Regions from separate parts of the Anser cygnoides genome. Here region 1 is linked to region 2. The links are chromatin contacts, called in public Hi-C maps. All regions are on one chromosome and are shown on one strand. Each heading gives the region's core, a stretch centred on a gene start, on an enhancer-like site or on the middle of the called end of the contact. The rest is flanking DNA. Distances are from core to core; before and after follow the strand shown.

The links. Hi-C and Micro-C count contacts between places; a contact is called where the count stands out from the background.
Region 1: a contact with region 2 is called in a Hi-C map of liver, with 11 times the contacts expected there. The contact joins two enhancer-like sites. A contact is called at or near these places in 2 of 7 Hi-C or Micro-C datasets (both in liver).

The regions. Positions count from the first base shown.
Region 1 is chr6:31,401,185-31,407,978 of Taihu_goose_T2T_genome, forward strand. No RefSeq gene overlaps it. Among named protein-coding and RNA genes, the nearest start is that of IGFBP5, 200 kb to the left of the region's middle. Within about 2 kb of position 1,972, at least 2 of the 3 cell types and tissues checked have open chromatin away from gene starts, as enhancers often do. A contact at or near this core is called in liver, where this site is marked.
Region 2 is chr6:31,130,461-31,136,973 of Taihu_goose_T2T_genome, forward strand. All of the region lies in intron 1 of IGFBP2 (insulin like growth factor binding protein 2), which reads left to right. Among named protein-coding and RNA genes, the nearest start is that of IGFBP2, 11 kb to the left of the region's middle. Within about 2 kb of position 4,066, at least 2 of the 3 cell types and tissues checked have open chromatin away from gene starts, as enhancers often do. A contact at or near this core is called in liver, where this site is marked.

The sequences.
Region 1 (6,794 bases), core at 722-3,221, 270 kb after region 2:
ACAGGCACAGCTACTCGGAGCTGGAGATTTTACTTGAAACCATAAAGTGGAAAAGCCGCTGTTTTCAAGCAGGTCTCGAGGTGGTCTTTGCTTCTGAATGCCACACAAAGCAATGTCACAGAGAGATGTGTCCTTAGAGAGGTAAAAACATCAAGTCTGTCTCACTGAGGACAAAAAAAAATCCAATTTATTTTTTGTCCCAAAACATTTCTAATAGTAGCAAGTCTCTGTCCTGGCATTTGAAGGTTTGAAGGACAGCCTGACAAGTTTGCTTGTGTGCATTGAGGGTGACCATGGGTATGAAGTATCACACACATAAGCACATATCTATGTATGTATATATATATATATACACACATATATACATACATATATATATTGCAACTGTGATGGGCTGAAAATTCAGGCCGTCAATATTTATAACTTTGGCTCATATCCCAAGCCAAGCAGCCCTATTGCAGAAGCTCTATTTGTGGCAATGGGATCTACACACTCCATTTTAGTTCTAATCCTAGGCGAGCTGGCAGACATAAGGTTTTATGGGAAGCAGAACAACTAATCCATGCTGAAGTGCAATGCAGAAAGTTTCCTAAGTATAGCGTCCCCTCAAAAATATGAGGGCTCAAATTAACCCCCTAAATCCTCTTTATCAAAGTCAGCCAAGCTTGGGGATGGTAAATTGATTACGTGGCAAACCCCAGCAACCAAGGCTCTTAAAACAGTTGGAGCACATGTTGGAGAGGGCTCTGAGGGAAGTTTAGAAAAAGGACAGAGCTAGCAAAACTATTGACACGGAAATCTCCCAGAGTTCAAAGTTTCAGGGCAGTTCTGCTGAATCCACAATATTCACATCAGAATTTGGGAAGACTTGGGTCTTGTGGGGAGACTCTGATTCTTTTGGATGAATAGAAAGGTGAGTCCCTGGCTGAAGCAGACCCTTGGGTTTTTCCTGAATGTGAATTATTATGTCCCTGAACTGTTGTTTGCTACCCCTTGGCATTATTGCCTAATACAGTGTGTACTCTTTGGCCCATGATATTCCCAGCCCCACTCTCCCATCTGAAACCATGGCTGTGTCTAGCTCCTGGGCTGCATTAAACAATCAAACAGGGATTTCATTTTGCTTTGTGAGTATTGGCGGAGAGCCAAGTTTAGAGTGGAGGTCTGGTTACAAACTTTCTTACAACACAGAAGTGTGGCCAGATCCAGGCTTTATGTTTGGACACATCTCTCCCAGTCAAGGAGAAATTTCCAGTTGTTTGGATGCTGAGTCAGCAGAAATGTTGGGAATTAGCAAAGTTTTTTTGTTTTTCTTCCCCTTTGAACTTTGAAACAGGCTCAAATCTTGTTGCAGCTTTGGCCAGTGGTTTACATGGCCTCCCAGCTGAGATTTCTAATAGGAGATTGCCAACTGTACTGAGAGTTTTCTGTGACCCTGACAATTGGCCCAGAAAGAAGGGCACTGAGACCCATCATGCTCATTTCATGAGATCCTGGAGGGACTTACAACCAAAGGTTCGTCTTACCAAAGTGCAACTCAGAGATGCAAAGCAGCAAAGGAGGGAGAGGAGCTCAATAAAAATATCTTATGTGGAGGAGCTCTTCGATAATATTTCTCTGCTGAACAATCAGTAGTATGTTGGATTTCTTTCTTTTCTTTCTTTCTTTCTTTCTTTCTTTCTTTCTTTCTTTCTTTCTTTCTTTCTTTCTTTTTCTTTTCTTTAATGAGTAATTTTGGGAGAATGGCTATTATCTAGAGGAAATTTTTCTAATAATGCAAAACACAGATTTTGGCACACAAGTTTAGCCTCATGAACCCTAAAGTAGGAACAGGTTCACCAGCTTCTCCCTTCTTAATGGCCACAGAGTACAGAAGGAATACTGATGGCTACCACAGGATCTTCTGCTTCTATAGCACCGATTCAAACCTGATCCTGAGAATAGTCATTCTGACAAATATGCCTACATACCTAGTACCTTTTCTAACTTGGAGCTACAGTGAAGACCCAGAGTAGTTCCAAACTCACCTAAATCAGGCTGTCATCATTTAAAAGCTAGGAAAAAGATGCATTAGGGTTAAATGCTTCAAGGAAATTAAGAGTCTGTCTAGTGGGTTACAAACAACAACAACAAAAACAACAAAAGCAAAACAAAAACAAAACAAAACCAGAAAAAGCCAGCCCAAACTAACAAAATATAGTACATAGGAAAGAACCTTCTTAATCCACTTTATCAGTGATCCCAGAAAAAAGCTCATAACAACTTGTTTCTGAGATCTGAGAACCTAAATGTGTAGGGACACTGGTTGTAATTTCCTAATTTCCTCCAAACTCAAATAAGCAGATTAAAAAAAAAAAAAGAAAAGGTAAAAACTTGTATCCCTTTTACATTCTTTTACCCTTATTGCTTCCTTCCTTTCTTTTTTCACATGTGGGACTTTTCAAGAGAAAGTGTTCTGGGAACGGAGGAGTAGTTGGGGCAAAATACATCGTGAAGAATTTCCCAAGTCTCTGGTGGGGTGGAAGTTTTGTGAACTGCAGCCCAAACTGTTTTCATGCACCCTCAGAAACCTATAAATGTTTTCAAAGAATATTTACTAGCAACCTTTTCACTAACATTTGCCAAACTCATTTGAAAAGGGGACCAAATTCCAAATTTTCTGTCAGAGGAGCAATTCCTAGCAAGGAAGCCACAAGCCCCTTTGAGCTGCCATGAAAAAAAAAAAAAATGAAAAGAAAAAGAAAAAGGAGGAGGAGGGTGAAAACGCATCTGTAAACCATAGTCTGCAATTTTGGCTTTGGATCTCAAGATAATAAGACCACTGACTGACAAATTCCAGGAGTATTTTCCTATTTATATTAGCTTGTATTTATTTGTTCAATATGTGAGGATGTGATTCCTTGCATTAATCATTAACTTGGTAGAGCTTTTCCTGTTTCCTTGCCAAGATTTAAAAAAAAAAAAAACCTCCAAAGTTTCCATGTCGATATAAGTAGCATTGCATGGAACAAGCCCCCCCTGTAGGAAAGGGCAGGACAAGTTGTCAAGACTGTTCTGTAGTCTACAGTTGTATTGGGTTTTATTTATATCATTGTTGCTGGGAGATTTGTGAAAAGTCGTGCAAATAGTCTCCTCAGGGAAAGAAATACGCCATTTGAGTTGGATTTCAGAGAAGGCCTGGAGAAATCTCACTCAGCCTTGTCAGCCCTGTGCTAAGTCCTCTGTGTGGAAAAATTCAGGTTACCCCTTTGGTTCAAAGGGTAGGTTGTTTGAGACCCAGCTTTCCAACCTGGACCACAACAACAGCTATGATCGTGACACACTGTGTAACTCACCTGTCTTCCACACCTATAGCAGTTTCTCTGGAGATGTCCACTAGCTTAATAAGATGGCTAATACCATACCAGCAGGATCCTAAGGCCCTGAGGATACTGGGACATGTTCCAGTGTATTGGGACACAAATCACATTTAGACCTCAAAGTGTTATATTTCTATGGAAGAATAGGTAAGAGGTGTCATAGAGTTGGTTTTCATTTCATGAAGAGTTCGGCCTTTCTGTGTTTAGTGCTGGAATTAATAAGTAGGTCCACCCACTGCAAACACAAACAATTGCTTCCAACGGTTCCCAGCACCAGTAGGAGAAAGTGAGCAATTGGAGAAATGCCTTCCAAGATGCTGTAAAGAAAAGGGAAGAGAAAAGTGAGGGTCCTGTAGTTGAAACAGTTTTTATGTTGCCTGAATAACAGTAGAGTCTTCAAAGAAAGGAGATTCTGCCTTCCACCTAGAAAAAAATCACAGTCCAGGGATAGAATCAGGTTTGGATTAAATTGTCAAAAGCAGTATGTGATCTAGTAGCTAAGGGTCAATCAAAAGGTGGGGTTCATCTGGGTTGCATAAGCAGAGATGATTCCTCTCCTGAACAACACGAGGCAACTGCAGAGAGACAGAAAGGAAGACCTATGAACTATTGGTGTGACTCGGTCTGCTGAATGGAACAGCTTTTGAAAACGGTTCTTGGGGTTCTTACAAATGCCTTTAACACTGCTAAAAGTTACATCCCCAGTCTTCATAAGCACTGAACTAGCTTCCTCCCCTCCATTCCTACTTATTTTATGACTTCATACAGAAGGCCTCTTTTACCCCATCAGCTCTCAGGGCCAGAAGGAGGGAAGGTAATGTTTTCCATGTATCTTCTGTGTTGCTGGGTAGGGGTGGCTTAACAACTGATGATTCCTTGTATGCTTGTGGAGCAGGTGAAACAACAGTACTCTCTACGCAATGAAGTCTTCCCTTCCTAGCAGAGAGAGACACGTGTCCTGGCAAGCATTGCTCAGGCAGTTAACCCACCAGCTTAAAATTCATCCTGCACTTTGAAGTGAGTCATCCAAGTGGGGAATGGAAATCTCCAAGGTACGCAGGCCTTCTCCCTGCCCGTGTGGGATAGCTCACCGCAACATGTTCTTCAGAAACAGGGCCAGTCCAGGGCTGTGTGACTCAAACAATCAGGTTTCCATCACCTCCCCTGGGAGACCAGTCCAATCTTAGGAAAGTTTTCCTCAAGCTAATTTTTCCTTTGCTCAGCCTCAACCCACTGCTCTTAATTCTCTACATCTTGCGTTAACCCCCCTCCACCCTGGACCTCCCTGAATGACTGATCTTTCTTCTTGGATGATCTTCAGATATTTGCACATCATTATTCTTCTCTCCTGCTAAGTGGTCTTTTAGCCCATAGTAATGCTTTTGTGTCATAATGTTTTGGGTCCTGTGTTTATCTAGAGTCATTTTCTCATCTTCATTTTAAGAAAAAAATGTCAAAAAACGTAAATGGAAAGCAAAATCTACCAGATTTACTCACAAGTCAGGATGCCATCTGCCAAAGTGTCTTCCAGAGTGCTTTAATTTATGGCTGACTTTCAAAACTTTGCAAATGAAGCAGCATAATGGAAATGTTGGCACCACCTTATCTTTTTCTACACTAATGTAGAGCCATATGAACACACTAGGGATTCATGGGTGTAATACTTTGACCCTATGGAAGCCCAGCTGGGAATAAACAAACACCCTTTTGTCTTATATTTTTTTTTCTTAAAACTTCATTGGGTTCATTAGTAATCATCCTCACAATTACCTTACGTATCTAGAATGTCAATCAACCATCCCAAAAGATTCTTATGTCCTAGACACAATCCATCTGTTGTGGTGGTGTTTTTGTGTGTGTGTGTATGTGTGTGAGTGTGTTTGTTCGTTTGTTTGCTTGTTTTAATAAGAGCAACAAATACTATATCAGAGGACTCCCACATCCCATTAGCAAATATCAGCTCTTTGAACAGGAAGGTGCATTAACAATAAGGTGTTAAAGATCATGACAGGGCCAATAAAGGAATCTCCAGGGAAATATTTTGGAACGGGTTAGACATGTATGTTTAGACAGGGGAATCACCTTCTGAAAGTGACTTGTCTCCACCCCTTGTAAACAAGTTTGGAAAACTTACTTAGCCTGCAATATCTTCCTTGCAGACATCTAAAATTAGGGTAGGAGGAAAGACTGAAGTGTGAGAGTTATACTTCAATTGTACTCCACAAAATGGGAAATTAACAGCAATGCTTACTAGGAGGAGAAATATCTTACAAACCTGAAATCTTCAAGTACTTCAGACACTGAGGCCATAGAAGTAGTTGCATTAGATTGACAGCGTTACATTTCATTTCCTCTTTCTCTCTGTGGTGCTTTTAACTTAAGTCATTCATACCCAAAAGGTACGATGCCACTTATAGAAATGCTACATTCCGTCCTCTGGAAGGGGTCATGATGGTTATTTCACAACAAACACTCAGGCTATGCAGAAGCTCTGAAGCACGGTGCTGCAAGTAAAGGTATGTGATTTTCAGTCTGGTTCAGTGGATTACTCCGAAGAGGGACATGAGTGATGAGTACAATGACATAGTTCATCTCTGCCATAAAACAACACAAAACAAAACAAAACCAGAAACAAAAGCAAACATTTCTCATGCGACATTTCTAACGAAGTCAATGCCTTCATTGGAAAACCCATAAAAGAATCCACAAACTGAAAGGCACTTCACTACTGTAGGAGGGGTGATGAGGTGGCAGTGAAATGGAAACTGGGCAGGATCTAAAAATTAATGATGCTGACAATTTAGAACTTCAGTTTTCAGGAAGTTTGTTTTTCTCCGTTTCTCCCCATTGGCTGCAGTGGCCATACCCTTAGCGTAAGGCTCCAGACCTCAACTACTTAGACATTATCGCTTGCTGACGCTTTTTCCTGAAGCATATTGCATTCTTTCTAAACATCTGTTTGCACAGAAAGATGTGTTTAAAAGACTGTGGTTATTCATTTACTCTCATTTTGACATGGCACTGCTGAATGATTATATTAGCAATGCTGATGAGTTTTCTTTACAAAGGGAAGCCCCGTGGAACCACATGAAATAGGCATTGCTGCAATTTGCTGGAAGGAAAGAGGGAAAAAATTCAGACCCCAAAAAAGCCTCAGCTCACAGCATGTCTCCACCCAGCAACAGAAAGGCAGGCCAGAGATCTCTGAGCAAGTCCTAATTAAGGCAGTAAGTTCACAGAGCAACAGGCAGTATCAAGGGGTCAGGCTTCCTGGTCTGAGAGCAGCATGGCTGAATCAGTGCATCCAAAGGTGTAAAACCCTGTTTTTCCTTTAGAATGGAAGTGCCTTGGGCACAGCACTGTATGACTGCAGCTGGGTTTCTTCTGCACTCACACCAGATAGAGGGAGAGGCTGTGAGTCATGCAGTAACCTGG
Region 2 (6,513 bases), core at 2,816-5,315:
TGTCTGGAGGCGATTTTTGAGAGGAGTTGCTGTGCCTCCTTGCATCTTGTCCTTGTAGCCAGGTGATGCAGTGCACCTACAGCAGTGAAGTGCTGTTGCAATCACTTGCGTGACATCTTCTGTGGGAGAGTCCCAAAGCCCTACAATGCAGGGAAAATTCATTAAGCAATGCCTAGTACTTCTGATCGAGACCACAGCAAATTTCCCTGGAAGATCTTGGTTTTCAGACTTCAGTCAGGGCAGTATGTTCTCAGCTCCTCTGGTTAGTACTGAAAGACCCAGTCCACGCTAGTGGGCTTTTCTTGGCTTGGTGATCAGGTTTTCTGATAACCTTCCCATGTTTTCCCCTTGCTGTTTTAAAACTAGGAAGGGGTGGGCATCTGATGTCTGCGTCCCAGGAATGTTTGCTTTTCGGTCTTGGGGGGACTGGTGGGTGAAGTGAGTTGTGGAAAGAATTTTTGTGGTTTTTGGTGTCCTTTTCGGTGCCTCCAGTGAGGATGTGTGTGTCCTCCAGTGTGGCCTGTCTCCTGGAGGCAGAGCTCTGTATTTCAGAATTCCCAAATTTTGTTCTGAAGGGGAGCAGTACAGACCCTAAGTGGTCCCAGTGAAGGCAGAAGAGCAAAAGCAGAAAAACTGGCTGGAATTTGACTTTTTTTTTTTTAATCTTTTTTCTTTTTTTTTTTTTCATCTGGAAAATTGCTCGGGGGTGATTTTCTGTTTGAATTCGCGAGGGTTTGTCTGCGGCGCTGGGGGCGAGGTGCGCGGTTCAGCTGTGAGCTGAGCTGGAGGGAGGCGCGGGGTTTGCAGCCAGAGCAATGGCAGGCCTCCCACGCAGCCCATGTGGAAACGCTCGTCTCTCGGTGCGTTCGGCGAGCGGGCTGCTCGCCTCCATCTGCTGCCGTTTCATCTGGCACTTCAAAAGCAAGCAGAAACGGGGAGAGGAACTCAGGTTTCGCATGAGGAGGAGGAGCAGGAGGGGTGGCCGGAGTGGGGCCCTCGTCTTCCCTGCGCTGTTGGGCTCGTGGTGGGGCTGTGGCCCGTATCTGTGGACAGGCTGTGGAGCTGATGATATTGCGGTCAATCCGGCTCGGCAGCTGGGAGATGAACCTCGGTGGCTGGGTTGGGAGCTCCCTGAAGTGCCTTGGTTTGTGTCCTCTGGGTCTCGGCCACCAGAAGGGTAGGCCGTGTGGGTTGTAAGGTCAGGGTGGTTGGCCACAGTGGCATTTCTGTTGGCGGTGAGGCTAACCCAACAGCCCTGTGGCTTTCCACGGTGCTTTTCTGTTCCTTCTGGTCCTCCTCACTCGCCTTGCAGAGCCTTTGCCAAAGGTAAATTCCAGTTACCTGGGTGAATCGTGTCTTGTTTCTTGGGGACACTCGTCAGGGGTGCTGCAATTCGCCTTCCGCACAGCAGCTGCTTTGCTCTTCTAGCTTTGCAGTTGAACTAGTGAGAAGGAAATGCTGAGCGGTAACACTGCAATGAGTCTCACCACTGCTTTCTGAAGGTTGGAACAACTGCTCCAGCATCCATCTGAGGCTCTGGCAAGGCACCTCGTAGTCAGACTGGTCAAGGACAACGGTCCTGTGGTAGAACCTTCTCCCTGTCTGCCCTATGGAGCTCCAAGAGCCTTTTATTTCTGGCACAGTACTTACCACTAAGGGCCATGAGTTTAATACAGTCCTTGATGTGTAGAGGGTCCTCTCCCTTCATCTGAACATAATACGAACCAGATTGACGAAATGGCAGGGAAATCAGTGCTGTACCATCTTGATCCAACTGTGGTGTGAATGGTAAATCATCTGCCATGGTGGACACTGGGATCAGGAGGCCTGAAGCAACGCATTGACATAGTAGGGGACCTTCTCCTTTATCCATGGTGAGCAAACCTGCCTCCATGTCTTGTGCAGAGGTTGTTTGGGGAGGATTTTGTTTAAACTGTTAGAAATCCCACCAGTCTGTTATACAGGACATTTGAGGCAGAAAATCTGGGTTCCTGGTGGTGTTCAGGGAGCCTGGCCATTCTTGGGACTGGATGGTGGGACAACACCAGAGGTATTATTTGAGGCTAACCCTCTAACCCATCACTAAATTTAAAGAGCAGTCCAGAATTTTTGGGGAAAAAAAAGAGGCTATGGCAAAATGGTGCCTTCTTACACAATAGATTGGCTCCCTGTGGGTATACTGAGTCATTTTGTTGTTGTTGTTGATTTTAGTGACTGAAATAAGTTTATTCCATGCTTTTTTTCCTTGCCAGACCCCACAGACCCTGTCACCCCCAGCTCACAGGGAGCAAGACAGATTCCATTAATTCTTGTGCATTATTGAGGGATTTCGGTCGATGGGATTCTTGCCTGAAATTTCTCTGTGGAGGAGCCTGGCTTCCCACTGACTGCAGATGGGACCCAAAAACCTCAGGCTCCTAGCAGGCCCAGTGGAGCTGTAGGAATACATTTTTTAGTTTGTCCAGGAGAAATTCGGTACCCTGCTCCCTTCAGGGCACCTGTCATTGAGAGCATGACCAGGGCTGGGTGGGTGGAAGTGGTTGGTCTGCAGGGCTTTTAATGCCGTCAAACTGCTTGATTTTGGAGGTCTGGCAGGTCTCGACCTTTGTGCACATGACTGAGGCATGTCTGGTCTGGGGGCACCGGGAGGAATTTGGCACGGAGCCCTGTAAGGCAATGGTCCTATTTAGTAAAGCTCGGGCTGTGGGAGTCGGTGCGAGGAAATCACAACATCCGCTTGGGTTTCTGCAGTCTCTGTCCTGGGGGCCAGTCGAGTGTTGAAGGAGGCCACAGGAATCCTGCTCGTGACCACAGCCAGATTAATGGCTATTTTGGCAGCTTTTCAGGAGTGAGGAATTTGGCCACTTTCATAATAATGGCTAGAAATTCCACATGAATTAATTAGTTTTATTACAGGACATGTCCTTCCTGCTCCTCCAGGGCTGCCTGAAACACTGAACTCATTACTTGAAGAAATGAAAATAGTACTAAAAATAAGAACTGGTATCCCAAGCCTTTGTCAGGAAACGTGCAGAGTACACCGACATCCTCCACCAGACGTGCTTCTGAAGCTGTGGCTTTTGGCCAGATGAGATCTGAACCCAAGTTTTAGATCAATTGCAGCCACTAAAATGCCCCAGCCTGCTCTACAAGGGTGTCTTCTCTCAGCCTCTTGGCCCCTGCTCAGCTTACGCCATTCAAATAGGTTTTTTAATTACTCCTGCAGTTTCAGTTTTATGTAGCGTTCACATCTGACCCTTGGATTTTTACGGTGGAGGCCGTGCACCTTCAGCTGTCTCCCACCTCTGTGATGAGTTTCCATAGTGCTGTTCCTGCCTTGCAAGGACCCTATTTGTGTCTGTGGTAGGAAAGTGCTTGGAAACACCCATGGGAAAGGGTCCTCTGCGGCTGAGTTTTGGTCAAGGGAATGCCATCAAAATGACAGCACGTGACTTTGGAAAGAGCTACTCAAGAGTAGCCAGAATAACTGTGAACTAAGTAAATATTTTGGGAGCCCAGAGCTGATAACTTTCCCTTGCTTACGTTTGTGGGGAGTCTGTCTGTAAATACTTACCGCGTTTCACGTAGCTTTTTAAACAAATGTACTCAGTGGACTCAGTGTGCTCAGTTTTATTTGAACCTCTTTTTTAGAAGCACTGATGTCCTGAGATTTGCCTGTTGGTAAGGGGCAGGTGTGCAAAGTGAGCCCTGCTTGCCGGTCATTCCAGTGTTTGCTTTATGAATATTGCTTCAGATACTTGTGTATGGACAGGGGGTTCTCCATTTGAATCTAAAGGTGGAGCTGAGCAGCTCCACCTTTGTGGACCGGGGCTTGACTTGCTTGCTTTTTTTTTCTCCTGTTTTGGAGCTGAACATGGCAAAACTGACCAGGGAGGTGATCAGGTTCCGGCAGGTCCCACCGCACAGAAAGTGGCTTGGTTTGTGCTCAGGCCTCTTGGGAACTACGACTCTCATCCTACAGGGACTAAGGCCAGCTGAGCTGACAACGGGTTAATCACAAATCTTTCAGCTTTAACAAAATTTGCCTGTTAGAAAAGAGTAAAAAAATGATAATGCAGAGAGCTTTCTTCTAATCTCAGCTGGTTGGACAGCTTCCGACTTTCTAGTAATGATTGTTATTGATTTCAGTCCTTGCTTACCTCTGTTTTGTGTTTATTCTGTCTTTTTATCAGTCTGATTTCAAGGATTTGTTACCTTAACCCCTGGCCGTTGGGCTGGCCCTTCGTGTCCTGAAACAGACCTTTGCGAATTCAGACCGTGCTGAAAATGTTTGGGCAGTGCGGATATGACCTGGCAGCACACCAGGCTGGCCAAAAGTCCATCAGACCCATAATCCTGCCTTAGGTGGTGGCCAGTAAATTGGGAATTCATGGAAAGGGTGAGTATGGGGTGAGCCTTGCCTTGAGTTACCCTCCTGACTTCCAGCAGCGGGGCTTCAAGTGCTGGGGAAGCGAGCCAACCCTCAGCCGTGTACGTGACTGCTGTGTCTTGAGGCGTTGGGTAGGAAGATCTCCATGCATAAGACCAATCTGGAGTTGCTCTTACAAATCCAGTTTGCTACCTGCTGTCATCTCTCATCGCTTCGTGTGTCTGGGAGCAGCAGCCGCGGTGAGAAGGGAGGTCCCATCCAGGAGGTGTCCTTTCCCCTGGCGGTGATCTGCCCAGGCAGAGCCAAAATCTTCCAGCTGACATAAAATCTGTTCCCCTCTGAAATGCAGAGGCCCCCTATAAATATTTAACTGACTCTGCCTTTTTTTTTTCCCCTTTTTTTTCCCCAGTTCTTTTATTTTTTTTTTCCCTGCCCATGTGGGGATAGTTGCCTGAATGCATAACCTGTTCATGGCATCCCATGCTGAGGCTGCATTTTAGGCAGCTGAATTATGCATCTTGCTTGTGTCCCGTCATCACTACCCATGTTCAGGTCTGACATTGAGCTATGTGTTGAGTGTGTGAATGCTCCTGTGGGAGAATTTACAATCCACTCTGGACTGTCCACTGCCATAAAAAATTATATTTTCTGCAGTGAGCTCTTGCAGCTTTTCTCTCGAAGCAGTCCATTGTGGGTGCCATCAGATTTAGGAGATATTTTTAATGGGAGGAATTCCCCAGATTTCTCCATGAAAAAGCCGTTAATGATCTGCATGGCGGAAAGCATCTGCAATCGGCGGGGGCGAGGAAGGCGTCCCTGTGAGCGGGCAGCAGACTGGGCTGTGCCTTGGAAATCCCTGCAGCCGTGGGCTGAGCAGTGTCAGCAGCAGGAGCGGGGCAGGGCTGGGTTGGGCTGGGCTGGCCGCCTGACGCCGGGACCTGGGCTTGTTGTGCAAGGCTCGGAGCTTGCAGTTTGCCCTGCACGGGAGTTACCTCAAGCCGGTTGCACCCTTTTTCTCTCCAACCCTGCAGGCATGCACGGTGCCTGGAGGGCAAACAGCCACAGCCTGTGCCTCCAGGCAGTGCAAGAGGGATGGGGACATCAGGGACGAGGTGGTGTCCTGATCGGAGAGCTGGAATTTGGGCTGGGGGTGTTGGTTTTGTTGCAAGAGCATTGCCACGATAGCATGCGCAGTAGGATCACGGGCTGTCGCAGCCAAAAATGGAGCAAATGCGGGTTTTCCCATGGCGGCGGTGGTGAACGGCTGCACTTCAGAGCAGGGGAGCACTGGTCTCCTCATTGCTGAACCTGCACTAATGCGGTGCGGTGCTGCTGTCGTGCCCCGGCTTGTGGCGTGGCTGGGTTTGCTGTTTTGGGCTGGTGAGTCAGACCCCGGGCAGCCCTAGGCCAGAGCTGCAGGTTCGCCCTTTTTCCATGCATCTGTTCAGAGGCAGCCTGCTTTGCCCGGGCACCGAGCTGAGGAGCCTGACCTCCCCCCAAAACCCTGCCCTCACGCAGGGACCTCGGTGTGGGTTTAGACACCGAAGTTTGGGCAAACGCATTTTGTGGGGCCGCCTGGAGGACTCCTGTCTCTCCTGTGTAGAGGGATGTACCCGGGAAGCAGAAATAGCAAGTGACTAAATGTCACGGCTACGTTCCTGCTGTCGGAACAGAACTCCCTATTTTCTTTTGACGGCAAAAATTAACTTCCCCTTTCCCCTCCTGGAGCGGGCGAGCTGGCTGCCCGTGGCCGTGCCCTCGCTGCGGGTATGCAGGACGGCTCGGGTCAGCCTGAAAGGAAAATGCTCCCGCTGCGGGCTTTTCACTGCCTGGCTTCTTTCTGAAAAAAAAACGTGCAGGGCTTTTGCTGGCCCTAGTGCAGGGCTGTAGCTGGAATAGGGTACGGCGGCCTCGTTTTGGAGCTCGTCTCAGTTTTGGGCTGCTCTCATCCCTTCTGCATCCGCATTTCTTAGACTAAAACAGCCTGCGAGGTGCTCCGCTGCTGAACACTACAGAAACCACGGTGGTGCCACACATGGCATGTGCTGCCTAGTTTGAACATGCCGGGGTGAAGAAACCTCCGAAAACCTCCAATGCAAAATCCCCGGGGATTTTTTGGAATT